2 separate regions of the Mus musculus genome follow, and region 1 is linked to region 2. Evidence: chromatin contacts called from public Hi-C data. All regions are on one chromosome and are shown on one strand. Each heading gives the region's core, a stretch centred on a gene start, on an enhancer-like site or on the middle of the called end of the contact. The rest is flanking DNA. Distances are from core to core; before and after follow the strand shown.

Evidence for each region. Hi-C and Micro-C count contacts between places; a contact is called where the count stands out from the background.
Region 1: a contact with region 2 is called in a Hi-C map of uterus, with 3 times the contacts expected there. The contact joins two enhancer-like sites. A contact is called at or near these places in 3 of 484 Hi-C or Micro-C datasets (nephron progenitors and uterus) and 1 of 115 datasets of contacts at active chromatin or transcription factors (heart atrium).

Annotation. Positions count from the first base shown.
Region 1 is chr1:92,436,343-92,443,222 of GRCm38.p6, reverse strand. Ndufa10 (NADH:ubiquinone oxidoreductase subunit A10) reads left to right here. Exons shown (of 10, transcript NM_024197.1): 10 at 3,316-3,515. The coding sequence ends at 3,384. Among named protein-coding and RNA genes, the nearest start is that of Mir6900, 25 kb to the left of the region's middle. Within about 2 kb of position 5,417, at least 105 of the 459 cell types and tissues checked have an H3K27ac peak or open chromatin away from gene starts, as enhancers often do. A contact at or near this core is called in uterus, where this site is marked.
Region 2 is chr1:92,282,935-92,289,625 of GRCm38.p6, reverse strand. No RefSeq gene overlaps it. Among named protein-coding and RNA genes, the nearest start is that of Gm35992, 93 kb to the left of the region's middle. Within about 2 kb of position 3,430, at least 12 of the 459 cell types and tissues checked have an H3K27ac peak or open chromatin away from gene starts, as enhancers often do. A contact at or near this core is called in uterus, where this site is marked.

The sequences.
Region 1 (6,880 bases), core at 4,168-6,667, 150 kb before region 2:
CCAACTTGCACACAGTGGGTAGGAGGTACCTTGTGTGCAGTGGCAGTCAGTGGGCCAGGACTGAAGTGAAGCCAGCTTGCTGATCCTGGTGAAGGTCCTAAAAGACCAAGATCATGGATAGATTTTTAAGGAGAGACAGTGCTGAGTCTACACCCTAAGCCTCCGCACAGTAATCCAGACCAGCTCTTCCACACAGTCAAGTTAAACCCATGGGGCGGGGGGGCTTTCCACACCTGCTCTTCAGGCTGTTTTGCTTCAGCAAGCAGTTCTGTTTCTGGGAGTTTATCCTAAGCACATAGCAAGGGGAAGCATTGTACGGTGGAATGGGGGCTGGAAACAGTAGGGCTCACAGCACAGGTCCGCCCTCCCTGGGGTGAGTAGGTGAGCTGTCTAGCGACTCGGGCACAGGGCCCGCTCCAGACTCGGGAGACTGAGATCCCTCTTGTGCTTGTGTGTAAGGGGCTGGTTCTTGCTCTGTGGATGGAATAGCTCTGCGCTCCAGGCAAGTGACTTACTCTGTATGAAAACAGAAGTACCTGTGCATCCTGTAGCATCGAAGGGTCCTCCCCAGAGGCAGCAGGGTCTTGAGCTTCCTTTGCAACCTCCCAAGAACTAATTTTTGGTTTAGATTCAGCATGGCCTCCAGCCCACAGACAAGCACACAGTTAGATACTGGGAACTTAGGGTGCTTTTATGTATGTTCAAGTGCTTGTGCTTTCTCTCCAGAACCCGGGACAGAGCATCCCTCACTAGATTTTATAGGCCAATTAAATACCCCTAAGAATTCCAGAGAGTGGCTTTTGTGAAGCAGTTAGTAGACATTGGTGAGGCCTCAGATTGGTGGTCTTCAGCTAGTTTTTACTTGCTCTAGTCTAAAATTCAGGACAGTAGTGGTTGGAAGTTCCTGGACATGCTGACCAACTGGCCACTGGTGTAATACAAACCTCAGTAACTTCACTTGGTAGACACAAGATGACAGTTGTCACTGCCTCTCAAGCTCCCAACTGCACCTTGGTGAAGCCACCATAGCCAACTTGCACACAGTGGGTAGGGTGTGTGTGTGTGTGTGTTTTGTTCATCAAGCATAATTGTGGGATTGGTTCAACAAATGAGAAGAAGTGGACCTCTTCAGCTGGATGGCAGTTGGAGAAGCTCTGTGTTTCAGTGGCTGTTCTGCCAGGTCCTCCCCTACACACTGTACCTGTGCGTCTTGTCTGAGGCCATTCCAGACCCACCATCTTCTCTACGCAGGAAAGCCTCTTTCTGTTAGCTCTGGGGAAGTGGGCGGTAGGGGTGCTTCCAGCCTCTGCTGCCCTCATGCTGCTCATGTACTGATAGGCTGCTCTTGCGGCTGTGTGGTGCATCCTCCTGCTGTGCTAGGCGGGTCCCTATCTCTCACATTGTCTGTCAGGAGTTCTCTCTGACCTGGGCTCTTATCTGTCCTTCTTAGCCACCGGCTAGGGAAGGACAAAGCTACTGGAAGAGGGAGGCTTAGTTCTCCATCCTTTCAGCCCAGTGACAGCTCCAGGGGCCTCTCCCATGGCTTCCTTGCTTCCAAAGTAGTTCTTTGCCAATGTTTTTTAAGCCTGGGTATTTCAGTGGCTTCCCAAGGCCTAACTAACCTTGTCAGAGTCCTCCCTGCCCCCAGCCCAGTGCTGTCTCCCATGCCTGCCTGCACTTCCCACTTGTGTTACTCACACTCCCTTTATGCACTCCTTCCAAACCAAAGCCCTGGGGACTACAGCCTCTTTTGGGTTGTTTTGTTTTGTTTTGTTTTATTTTTCTAAGAAGGGAAAAAATAAACTCAGTACAGACCAGGAAACCACAGTACACATCTCTGAATACGTTGTTACCTACACAACAAACTACTGAAACTCACGACAATGATCTGAAGTAATTACAATAGTGAATTCTGAAAAAAAAAAATCTCCAAGGTTCAAATGGGTATATTTCAAAATATGCCATCACCTGAAAAATTTTTCAGAATTTTTCTTAGGTTCCTAAATTATTATTAACTAAAATACCAAAAGAAATTAGTTCCTCAAATATTTTAAGTATTGATGACCCAATCAGAGCCATCAGTTAATGAGTATAGGAAATTCATGAGTAAGTCAATAACTTTTTTCTTTTTTTAACTTTTTTACTGATTCTTGTGAGTTTCGAATCATGTACCCCAGTCCCACTCATCTCCTCCCCAATACCCACCCTTCACCCTTGCAGCCTCCCCCAAAAATATAGCACACACACAAACAACAACAACAAGCATAGGAAACCTCTGATGGAAGCTGGAGTGTGTCACAGTGTGTCCCACAGTATGTCTCTCTGTCCACACATCTCCACTTGTAATGTCCATTGCAGTGAGTCAGTGGTCTCAGGAGAGCTGGTCTTGCCACTCATCTGCCATGAGATGATGTGGGGGTGGGCGTGATACCTGGTCCCTTTAGCCCCACACCATCTGCAGCAGTGGGGAGAGCTGACCCTGGGGTCGTGAGAGTAGGAGAGCTAGCCCTGCTCCCTCACTGGCCTTATCACTGGGGGAGGAGGGAATTAAGCTGAAACTTCCTTGGACTATACAGTGGAGATGGCCCTGATGACAAAGGCACCGGTGAGCCAGCTCCTCACAGGCTGCAGCACAAGAGTCGAGCCTTGACTGGGCAGCTCAGTAAGACCTCAAGGGCATGAGAACTGGAGAGCTCGCTTGGGTGGTGCGGATAAAGGAGAGTAAGTGGGCTGACCAGCTCAGCTGCTACCCAAGCCCAGATTGAGGCTCTGAATTCGCCCACCCCAAAATCTATATCACTTGCAATTGGTTGGGGTACATGAAAAGGCTAGCCCTACTGTTCTGAAGCTACAAGGTCTCCATGACGCAGGGCAACAGCAGGATAACCAGGAGGAGTCCTGATGAGTCAGTACTGATGGTGTCACAGAAGCCAGACAGCTCGGACTGTGGCCTCTTAGTAATAAGTCCATCACTGGTTCCCAAGGCTAAGCTACTGTCTCCATTCACACTAGTCAAGCAGGCAGTCGGGGCTGAGAACAAGGCATTTTCTAAGCCCAGCCTCCTCTGCCAGCTATCACTGAGTGCCACTGGTTTCTTGTCCTTCCTGCTCATCATACAAAATAGAAAAACCAGCTAGGGCTCTGTCTCCATCTGGATCTCTGTCCTGGACAGGACTTCTGTGGGCAAGGCTGCTTCATTACAATGGATCTCTGTTCTCCGGTATCCCTGGTACTGGATGGGCAGTAGCTGACCAACTCTAAAGGTTGGAAAAGTGGTCTTTACTCTAAACAGTGTTTAATTCCTTCCCCCAACAGCTGCCAGGCCGCAAGTATGCCCCTGGGTACAATGCCGAGGTGGGTGACAAGTGGATCTGGCTGAAGTGAAGGGTCCCCTCCGCCCAGCCGTGTCATAGCCATGGAGATGCCTGCTCTGCCCAACTCTGTGAACTCCAGAGCTTTCCAAGACAACAGGAAAAAAAGCAAATGATCAAGAAATTGCCAGAAAAAAAAAAAAATCTAACAAAAAGAGTCTGACCCACGCCTGGGCAGAGATGAAAGAATCAGCGTCCACTGAAAAGGTTCTGGAACCTTCTAGTGATGTTTTGGAATCATCTGGAGGAGAAACAAAGCAGAGCTGGTCTGCTGAAAGCCCAGCTCCCACTGGAAGCCCCGTGCCCCAGTGCTGTTCCCTTGAACCCTTCCAACTTGAAGAAATAAAGCCGGCTCTGTAGCCCCTCCTCCTGTGTCTGCGTGGCACACTTGTGCCTGGTGCCTAAGGATGCTCAGCCCTGCGCCCCCCACCCACCCACCCCTGCACTTTGGGTCTCTCACACACTGTTGAAGCGTCTTTTCTGAAGCATTTGTTCTTTTCTGAAGCACATTAGAGCAAAAGGGTGAAGAATGGCCACAGACTAGCAGAACCGAGTCTTAGAGCAGGCTCGCTTTCTCTTATCTCTGAAGAGCAAGCTGAGCATAGGGTGTGGGGTAGTACAGATGATGCTATCCAAAATGAGGGTGCCAGTCCCAGGTGAAAGAGCAGTGGCATCTTATTGTTCTCCTGCATGGGAACCTGGGGGGAGAGTCCTTAGGAGCGGGTGTCAATCTGAATTGCTGTCCTAAGCTGTGAGTTTGTACTGAGACCCCTGCTGTGGCTGCTCCAAGCACATGTAACTTGCATTTAACTTAATTAAAACTTAATGAAATTTAGCACTCAGTTCCCTGGTAGCACTGGGCTCCATTCAGGCACACACAGAACACTGTTGGAGAGCAGGTCAATATTAGGCAGTACAGAAGAGAACACTTTGATCTTCCAGAAAAGCTGGCCTTACTGCTGGGGCCACCTACCTGCCTGCGGCCCCTCCCCCTCCCCTTCTGAAATGGGCCAGCCCTGGGATTCTGTGGTTTGAGTAGCTTGTGAGCCCCCTGAGAAGGGTCAAAGAGAAAGAAAGCATCTTTATCTTGGCTCTGCGTGCTATCCCTGGCTGGGTGGCACTGCTGCCCCTGAAGGCCCACAGAACAGGCATGCAGCGTTGTGAGAAGTAGGTCCTGGGCCACAGTCCAGAGACCTCAGCCATGGTGGCTAGCACGTCAGGACAGAGTCAGGACACTCGGACCCTAAGAGTCCTTCCAAGTGCTTGTTTCTTCCCCTGATGACTCTACTCCCTGGGTGTAGTGTGACACTTGTGATTAGTGTTGCTACAGAAGTCCATCTGCCCATTTCCTGTGTTCACTCGGGCAAAAGAGGGTGAGTATTCTCCAGTCTCCAGGACTAAGCCCTGAGGACTGGTAAATACTCTGGTATGGCATTGATGCAGTCCCTCATCAGTCTCACCAGAGTCTCTACTGCCCTTTAGAGCTTGGATCAGAGCTGAAAGATAACCACACACTTTGAATAGCCCACATTGGCAGCCGCCTCTGCACTTTGAGGATCAGGAACAGGGCGCTGTTTTAACACTGGTTCTGTGTTTTCTGTTGACAGAGGAAGTCCTCATGGACTTAAGGCTCTCGTGGTTTCCTCCATCTTCAGTAGCGCTAGGCTCAGCCTGCAGCCTGGTGGCAGCTGGCATGCTCCCCAGGTATCTGACTGCTGCCAATTGCAACCCTCCACACAGCAGTGGTGCTACAGCAAATAGCCGTTCACCAGGCAAAGCAATTCAGTAAGGGCAGCATGTGACTAGGTGGCCACTTCAGGATGAAGAATACCAGAGGGTTCAAGGACCGGCAGTCAGGCTACACTTTGTAAGTGGGTGCCTGGCCAGTGCAACAGGAATGAACAATGTTCTCTTGCTTGACACGGGCCCCTCTTCTAAAGCCTGCTGGCTCCTAATTGCTTGGAAACATCCTGTGTTCTGTTTACCAAAACGGACTTCTGGATTGGCTGTGAGCAGTATGTGCTGGCGCCAAGGAGCCAGGCAGGCCTGCCCTGGGGCTGATGAGCAAGGTTAGCGCTGTAGCACCAGGCTACAAGGGCGTTGAAAGGAGACAGCTCAGAGCTGGGTGAATGGAGGAAAGAGCCTGAGGCACCCTGGCCTCTTCATCTAATATAAAGCCAGCCCTGAGGGCAGTGCTTCTGCCAGGACCTCAGCCCTCAGGTCCTTTCTTCCTGTTGGGTTTCTTTAGCGGGAAACTCATGTGAAAGGAAGCAAACCCAGGATTAGAAGATGACTGGAATTTGAGGGAAATTGCCCTTTTAAGCTGCAAGGCCCTGGACTTGTCCGGAGACCCAAGCTCTGAGTTTTGGTGTGTCCTGCTCTCTCTGGAATTCTCACCAGACACCCTAGGACCAGAGATTTGCAGTATAGGCTTACCGCAAGGGGTCTTCAAAGCAGTATAACAAAGCACCCAAAAGTGCTTGGCTTTTACTACATTTTTTAGTATCCTGACAGAATGTCAAACAAATCCTTTACACCTGCATTTTCCTAGAACGAGGTGGTGCCAGCAGCAGCAGGATCTTTTTCATGCTGTGCGGATTGAAAGCAGAGGGCCCCTGTCTTCCTGCCAAACTCAGTAGCCTCAGGGCAAAGCGAATGGACTTGCCCAGAGCCAGGGTATTCCAGGGGTGGGAGCATAGCCCAGTGGGCTGTGAATGAGGCTCAGCCAGCAGATCAATGGCAAGAAATGAAATGTGCCTCCTTGTAGCCAACCTGGGAGCCAGACTGAGACAAAGACACATACACACACACACACACACACACACACACACACTGGCTTCCTTCCTCACAGCCCCAGGGGGCACTGCCCAGCAGATGGTAAGATCCAAATGTGGGGATCCTCCATCTCAGACATCCCTAGCACTCCCTGCACCCTTCAGTCCTCTCCACAGCCTGAAGCAGGGAAGTGCAAGATCAGCTTCGAATTGAAGCTATCTGTGGGCCATGCTTTGCCTGCAGGAGGCACAGGGTGTCCACCTGGTTGGCATTCCCTGCATGCAGCCCCACAGATCTGCTTGGCTCCATCCTTCAGTCTGACCTTTAGAGGCTCTGGTTGTTCGGAGAACAACGGAGCAGTGGAGAGGTGAGGGGTGAGGCAGAGCTAGAGAAAGCCTCATGGTGGGTAAGAGCTGGCCAATGTAATAAACTGCGCTGGCTTGAAGGACCCTCTAGCCTGGAAATGGATGCAGGTGTATTTATACAGGAAATGGGTCACGGCTGGTAGGGGCCTGCAGGTATGGCCAGATGTGTGCACCTGCTCTTAATCACTTCATCCTACAAGTCCTCCATCAAAACAGTTACTTTTGACAAGGGTCATTGTGTTATCAACCTGTTAATCCACTGGCTGGTTCAGTTCCAACTTTCTCAGTGACTGGGCTGGAGAGAGTGGCTGTCCCCAGACCCTGTTACTGATGAAACCCAGGTAATGAAAGGACTCTTCCTTTGTGAGA
Region 2 (6,691 bases), core at 2,181-4,680:
CATTTGACCTGAGGTAGTCATCATATTAGCCTGCTGTTCACACACTGTTAATGCAGAGCCACTGAGAGTGCTCCAGCCTGTCATCGGCTGGGCTGTGCCCGCTAAAATTCCTGTGTTGAAGCTCTAAGAGTCAGGACGTCAGAATGTGTCTATATTGGTAGTCAGGGCTCTTGAAGAAGTGAATACCATTAAATAAGGTTGTTGTTGAGGGCTATAGTCTACACAACTGGCAGATTAAAAAAAAAGACTATAACACTTTTTATTAAAAAAAATAAGAAGAAAGAAAGAAAGGAAAAAAGAAAGAAAGAAAGAAAGAAAGAAAGAAAGAAAGAAAGAAAGAAAGAAAGAAAGAAAGAAAGAGGAAAAGAAGACTATAGACCATCTTACACACAAGACATGGTACAGCCCAAGTATGCCCTGAGCCAGGCATCCAGCACATACAGGGGGAATGTTCTCCACAAACACTGCATGATGTTAGAAAGAAGAGGTTTGGCTTAACTTGGGGAAAAAAACCCATGAGAGTCAGGAATCATCTAAATATAAGAAAATCATGAAAATCTCTCAGGCGATACATGGGGACAGGGTCAGTTTAAACGGAGACACATCTTGTTTCTGGATGTGAGAGTTGAATAGGTAAAGACATGAAATCCCCACCAGACTGTACACTACACTCAGCCAGCTCAAAGAGAGCGAGAGGGTTCCACTTGGAAAGCTGGTTCTGACGCTGGCAGAATCATAAATACGGAGAGGTTGCCAAGAAAACACAGGAAATCATAGGGAATTCACTACTGCGCATAAATCAAAGTGTACAGCAATATTAATCAAAACAATTAGACACTGGCTGAGAACGCAGAGTACAATGGTAAGAGAGGCCGTCGATCGTGTGCAGCACAGAACAGCTAACTATGAATGGGGGCTTCAAATCGATATGAGGAATTCTCAGGAACCTGCTGGGGAATGAGAAAAGCTTAGATTCGCAGCAATCTCAGGAGCAAACCCCCAGTACACAAAATATCCAACTTTTAAACAGTAAGAATAGCAGACAAGAATACAAGAAGTCTGTTTTTAGCCACTCCACGAGGAAAGGCTTCCTAAACAGCAGACGAAATCCAAAACTCGTGAAAGAGAACATTGGCTGACTTAACCCAAGCACCTTCTAAACTTCAAAAGAACTGATAAAATCAAGAGAAGATGATGGACTAAGAAGAACCTGTGTCGTGATTACAGCCGGCTGTCCCTGACACTCTGTTGGTATCCAAAGAGGGTTTGTAACTTAAGAACTTTATTTTAAATTTCTAATGCAAGCACAAATAAATACAAAAAGTCATAAAAAGTATTATACATCAATTTTTATTAGAGGTTTTTAAAGTGCAAGACCAGAGAACCATATGAGACAATGCAACTGTCTGACTCCAGCCCGTGTTCACCCTAGTGTAGAAGCATGTTAAGTCTAAAAATAAAAGTGGCTTCAAGTTATGAGACAAGCATCCCCAGAACCAAAGAAAGGTCTCATTTTGCCACCTCCTGCTCCTGTGTCCTACAATCCTCTAAAACAATGGCTCATTCCCAAGGCTGTATGACTTCTCTGTGTGACCTCCCTCTGGCTCTAACTTTTCCTGGATTCTCCAAAATGTTATCAGAAGAACCCTCATGTCTGGCCTGTGTTTCTTCCTGGGCTCAGGGATGGCTTCAGCCAGCACCCTGGCAGCCATGTTCAGCACGGGTGTTAGACAATCCATGTCAGATAACCTCTTGGTTGAACCAGAGGCCAGACTCCATCATCTCAGCCTTCCATTCTGTCTCAACCCTTCTCCATGCCAACTACATAGAGGCATTTAGGCTCACATAGTCTGGACTCTGAACTGGGAGAATTTGGAGTCACTTTAGGAAGTGGTTTTTGTGTTCTGGTGACATTTTAGAGAAACCAGGGGAACTAGGGCACAAAGAGAGGTCACACAGAGGAGTCATACAGCCCTGGGAGTGATCCACCATCTTAGAGGATTTGGGACACAGGAGCCGGTGGTGGTCAGATGATGTGTTTATAGAGAGCCTTCTTCAGGTCTGTGGTTGTTCATCTCATAATTTGAAGCCTTACAACTGCAGGCCTGACTGAGGAGCCAAGAGCAGCAGACCACCTGTCTTATTCAGTGTCCTTCTCCTGACAGTCACAGAACAAGCAATGCTTCCCCAATGCTAAGCCACAGCATGAAAGCAAATCCCTGCCGGGCAGTGGTGGCACACGCCTTTAATCCCAGCACTTGGCAGAGGCAGGTGGATTTCTGAGTTCGAGGCCAGCCTGGTCTACAGAGTGAGTTCCAGGACAGCCAAGGCTACACAGAGAAACCCTGTCTCAAAAAACCTTAAAAAAAAAAAAAGAAAGAAAGAAAGAAAGCAAATCCACCCATAGTATACACACATACATGCAATCACCACAGTGCACACACACACACACATATATACATACATGGTGCACATACATACACTGTCCACAGTTCACACACACAGAATCCACACAGTATACACATATACACACACAGTCCACAATGCACACACACACATACATATACACATATTCCTCACAAAACACACACACACACATTCTACACAAGTCTGTTGCATGTCATTTCATGAATGTGCTGTGAGGTGGGGATTTATTACAGAAAACCTCAATATAGCAAAACTTTGGGCCTGAAATTTATAATCTCTTACCTAAGACCACACAGCAGGTGAATATGGCTTGAAAAGATTCTACAGCACACTCAGTTCGATCCTCTAGGGACACCATCAAGGGTTCTGGCCTTAGAGACTTATAGGGCATGGGGGTGGGGACATAGTTCAAAGGAATTCAGAGGCAAACCAACAACAGACAGTATTGATATCCCCAGAATCAGGACACAACCAGGGTGTCCTTGGCCTCCCAGAGTCCAGAGTAGTAGCTCTGAACAAGGACATTTCCAGGGTCTAAATGGGGGGCGGGGGGGGGGGGGCGGAGAGTCTGTGTGTGGCTCAAGACAATGCCTTTCATCCTGGGAGACACAGTACTGTCATGAGGCAGAAAGTGAGGTTGTAACGTACAACAAGAGTATGTTCACGTCTCTGCTCTGTGCTCAGCCCAAGGATAGCAGAGCAGCTCTTCAGGTCCCCAGAGATGTCACTCCCCCCGAAGTGCCTCGTCTCCTGGAGACGCTATGGAGTGGATTTCCATGTTTATAAGAGCATGAATTATTGAGGAGCACTCTGGAATTCTTGCATTCCATTTATACAAATCAATGAGCAGAGGGCTACCGTCAACCTTCGCTGCTTTATGGCTCATAAACACAGGGCAGCCATACAAAGCACACGTTGAGAACAATCCTATTCACGGTGGCGGTGAGCAGAGACAGACCTTTCATGGCGACTTAGAGTCCATGGAGAAGGACGGGGGCAGCTGTAGACTGAGTCTTTTAAGCTACACGTGGGAGATTTTCAAAGGCAGAGCCGAGCAAGAGGACAGAGTGATGAGTCCCAGGAGCCCCTCGCTGGAGTCAATACGGACCAGCATCTGCTCCTCTTGCTTCGTCTAACTGCTCCACTTCTCCCAAAACCACATGTTACGATAAATGAACTGAAGACCCCAGTAAAGGCGAACACACACGGATGGTAAATGCGAACGGTATAAAACTGACAGCAACGCTTAAATAAAATTTACTGCGGCGCTAATAAAGATTCCAGGAGGATTTTTTACACTGTCAAAATAAGCCATTTATTTAGGCAGAAAAGTGAACACATTAAAACTGCACGGAACCCTTTGAAAAAGAGGGCAGGCTTTATGAACTTGCATATTACATTATAAAGCCATAAAAGGCTCCATTAGGAATGGAGAAGCTTCTTTTTAAATAATCTCAGTATAAGGAAGGGCTTTTTAAGCCCATTATAAAAGCCAGAAACAATTAAGAAAAATATGAACCCATGTGGTCTCTGGAAAATTAAAAACTTACTCACTTATAAACCTAAAATAATTTCAAGATAACTATTGTAACAGGTGAGTTTGGTAAATTTACTGAGGATAAAGTTGATGTGCCAATAAATAAATCAACTCTATGTCTATTCAATCCCTATTCATTCCCAAGTGTCATACAAGGAGTCTGCCTACGTCACTGCATGATAAATAACAGCCCTTATCCTGGCTGAGGAGGCCAGATACAATTTCCATGTCCTTGTTATGTTCCACCTAGCCTCTCCCTCCCCGATGCCTATCACACCTGTTGCTCATGTTGTCTAAGATGGAGATCCCATTTCTCTGGGGGATTTGTCATATCTGCTTTTAATAATGCCATCTATCAAAAGGTTTATGTCTTTACCTGGTACATCTTGGGAAAGCCACCTCAGCTTTTCTGCAGTCTTATGACACTGAGTGCAGTGGTGGCGGTGGGTGCTCCCGAGATGCCCATCTGAGCTGAAGGACCCTGGCAGGGAGCCCCTCCCGTTCAGTTCTTGGCAAGAATCACTCCAATTGTTTTGAAGAGGTTCCGAGTGTTTGTTAGTTCATCTGATGACCAATGTGGTGGAGGGATTTGAATCTGGGCCCTGCTCAAATCTAGGGCACCCCTGAGGAGCTTTGCTGAGTTCTTCTCTCTCAAGGCAGACCCCAGCCCCTCACACCCATGCTCTCTAGCCCCATCACCCTGCCAGAGGCTGTGTCTCCAGGGCCCACCCACCGGGGATGCTGTCTGTAAAGACCTTCATATTGTCAGCTCTACAGTTCTTCCTTTTCGTGGTTGTTACATTTGTTAAATTCTCACAAATTTCTCTGTGCTCTCGTGATTATGTGAACATTAAATATTTATAGCTGGAGCATTAACCCATCAGGTATGAGATGTAAACCACGACTCTAACTTCATTTTTCTTCCCAAAGCCTGAGGTAAACGTCACAGAGACACTTATTGAGTAATCCATCCTTGGGCTGCTGATCTGAAATATCACCTTAATAACGGACTAAATTATTAAGGATGCTGGATTTCTTATGGACAACCTTATCTATTCATCTCACCTGTTGTTCTAGTAATGGGCTGGTCCACAGTATTTTAATATTGAAGCCTGCCACCCCATACTCTGACAGGGTGGGTCCCCCCCATTGCTCACTCTTTTAATAAGAGGACTCGTTGTGTTGTTATTTTAACTCTGATATCTTTATAGCCCTTGCTGAGCTTATGCATCTGGGTCTGAGCAAACAGAAGCTATGGGCAGCTGCTATGAAGAGCAGGTTTGTCGGTCTTGGGATGCTAGCACCCCACCAGCAGCCGGGGGCTAACACCTGCTTCCTAACCACATGCACACTGCAGGCATCCGCTGCTGAGCTGCTGACTTCTTGCAAGTCAACAGATCACACTGGCTCCCAAGATCTATCTCTCTCTCTCTCTCTCTCTCTCTCTCTCTATCTCTCTCTCTCTCTCTCTCTCTCTCTCTCCCTCCCTCCCTCCCTCCTCCCTCCCTCCCTCCCTCCCTCCATCTTCTTCTCTCTCTCCCTCTCCCAAGCCATCTAGAATCCATGCAACATCAGGGAATGGTTCTTGCTTCTCAACCAGGAGCTCTGACCCCATGTCTTGCAGGAGAGGCAGGACAAGGGATTGCAAGAAAACCTAGCATCTCTGGGTCTGGGGACTTGAAGGATTTAGTTCTCACCCTTCCTATTGCCATGAACCCTTAATTTTTTTTTATGTGGTGGTGACCCCCAACCATAAAAATTTGTTTTTGCTACTTCATAACTGTAATTTCTGCCACCGTTATGGGTCATAATGCAAATATCTGATAAACAGAGGGTCTTAGGTGACCCCTGTGAAAGGGTCATTTGACATCCACTCTCAAAGGGGTCACCACCACTGATCTAGATGAAGCTCCAGTCACCCTGTTCCAAATCTTGTCTATATGGTCAGCAAATGCCTCACACACCCTGTAAATCCTTGGCATATCATAGCCTGCTTCCTCAAGCCACCTGGCAGCCTGAAGAGTCACCCTCATTACTTAATTTTGTACCATGAGAGACTGACCTCACAGTTTGTAGAGGCTCATAGGTGAGTGCAGGTGGGAAGCTTATCCCATGCAGATACAGACACCAGGTCACTCTTACTCACCTGTCTGTCCCTCAGCCACCTCTGTCCCATCCTGCACCAGTTCTCAGTTGGCAAGTGTCATGGTCACAACTAGAGAGTGGCTAGTCACTCCACTGCCGCTTGTCTTCTTGACACAGAGGATGCACCTAGGGGTGAACACTGGGCCCATGCCAGGGCAGCCACAGGAAATTCCTCCTGACACCCGTGAGGAGATTAGCCCTAAGCTGTGGTCCTCATGAAAGCCATTGCAAGGCAGGCTCCACATTCGGGTAGCTCACTCCTGCACTGCCTCTTTTCCTGTCCCCAGCAGATGCTACTTACTGTTACTGTCCCAGAAGAGCATCCTGTGAGGAGCAGCCCAAACATTTTGGCCCAGGCTACTCTCACAGATGCAGTCCAACCATATGATGAAAGGGTGATGCTAACAATTAATCGCCAACTGAATACCCTAGAGGCCACCCAAAAAACCTCTGCCTTCCCAGTTGGTTCCCATGGCAGGAATGTCTCATCTCCCCTCTGCCAGCACAAACCTGCAGACCTCAGTGGCCTCACGTATTTACTACACACAGTTCAGAGACTGGAAGAGTTCGTGTCTGGTGATG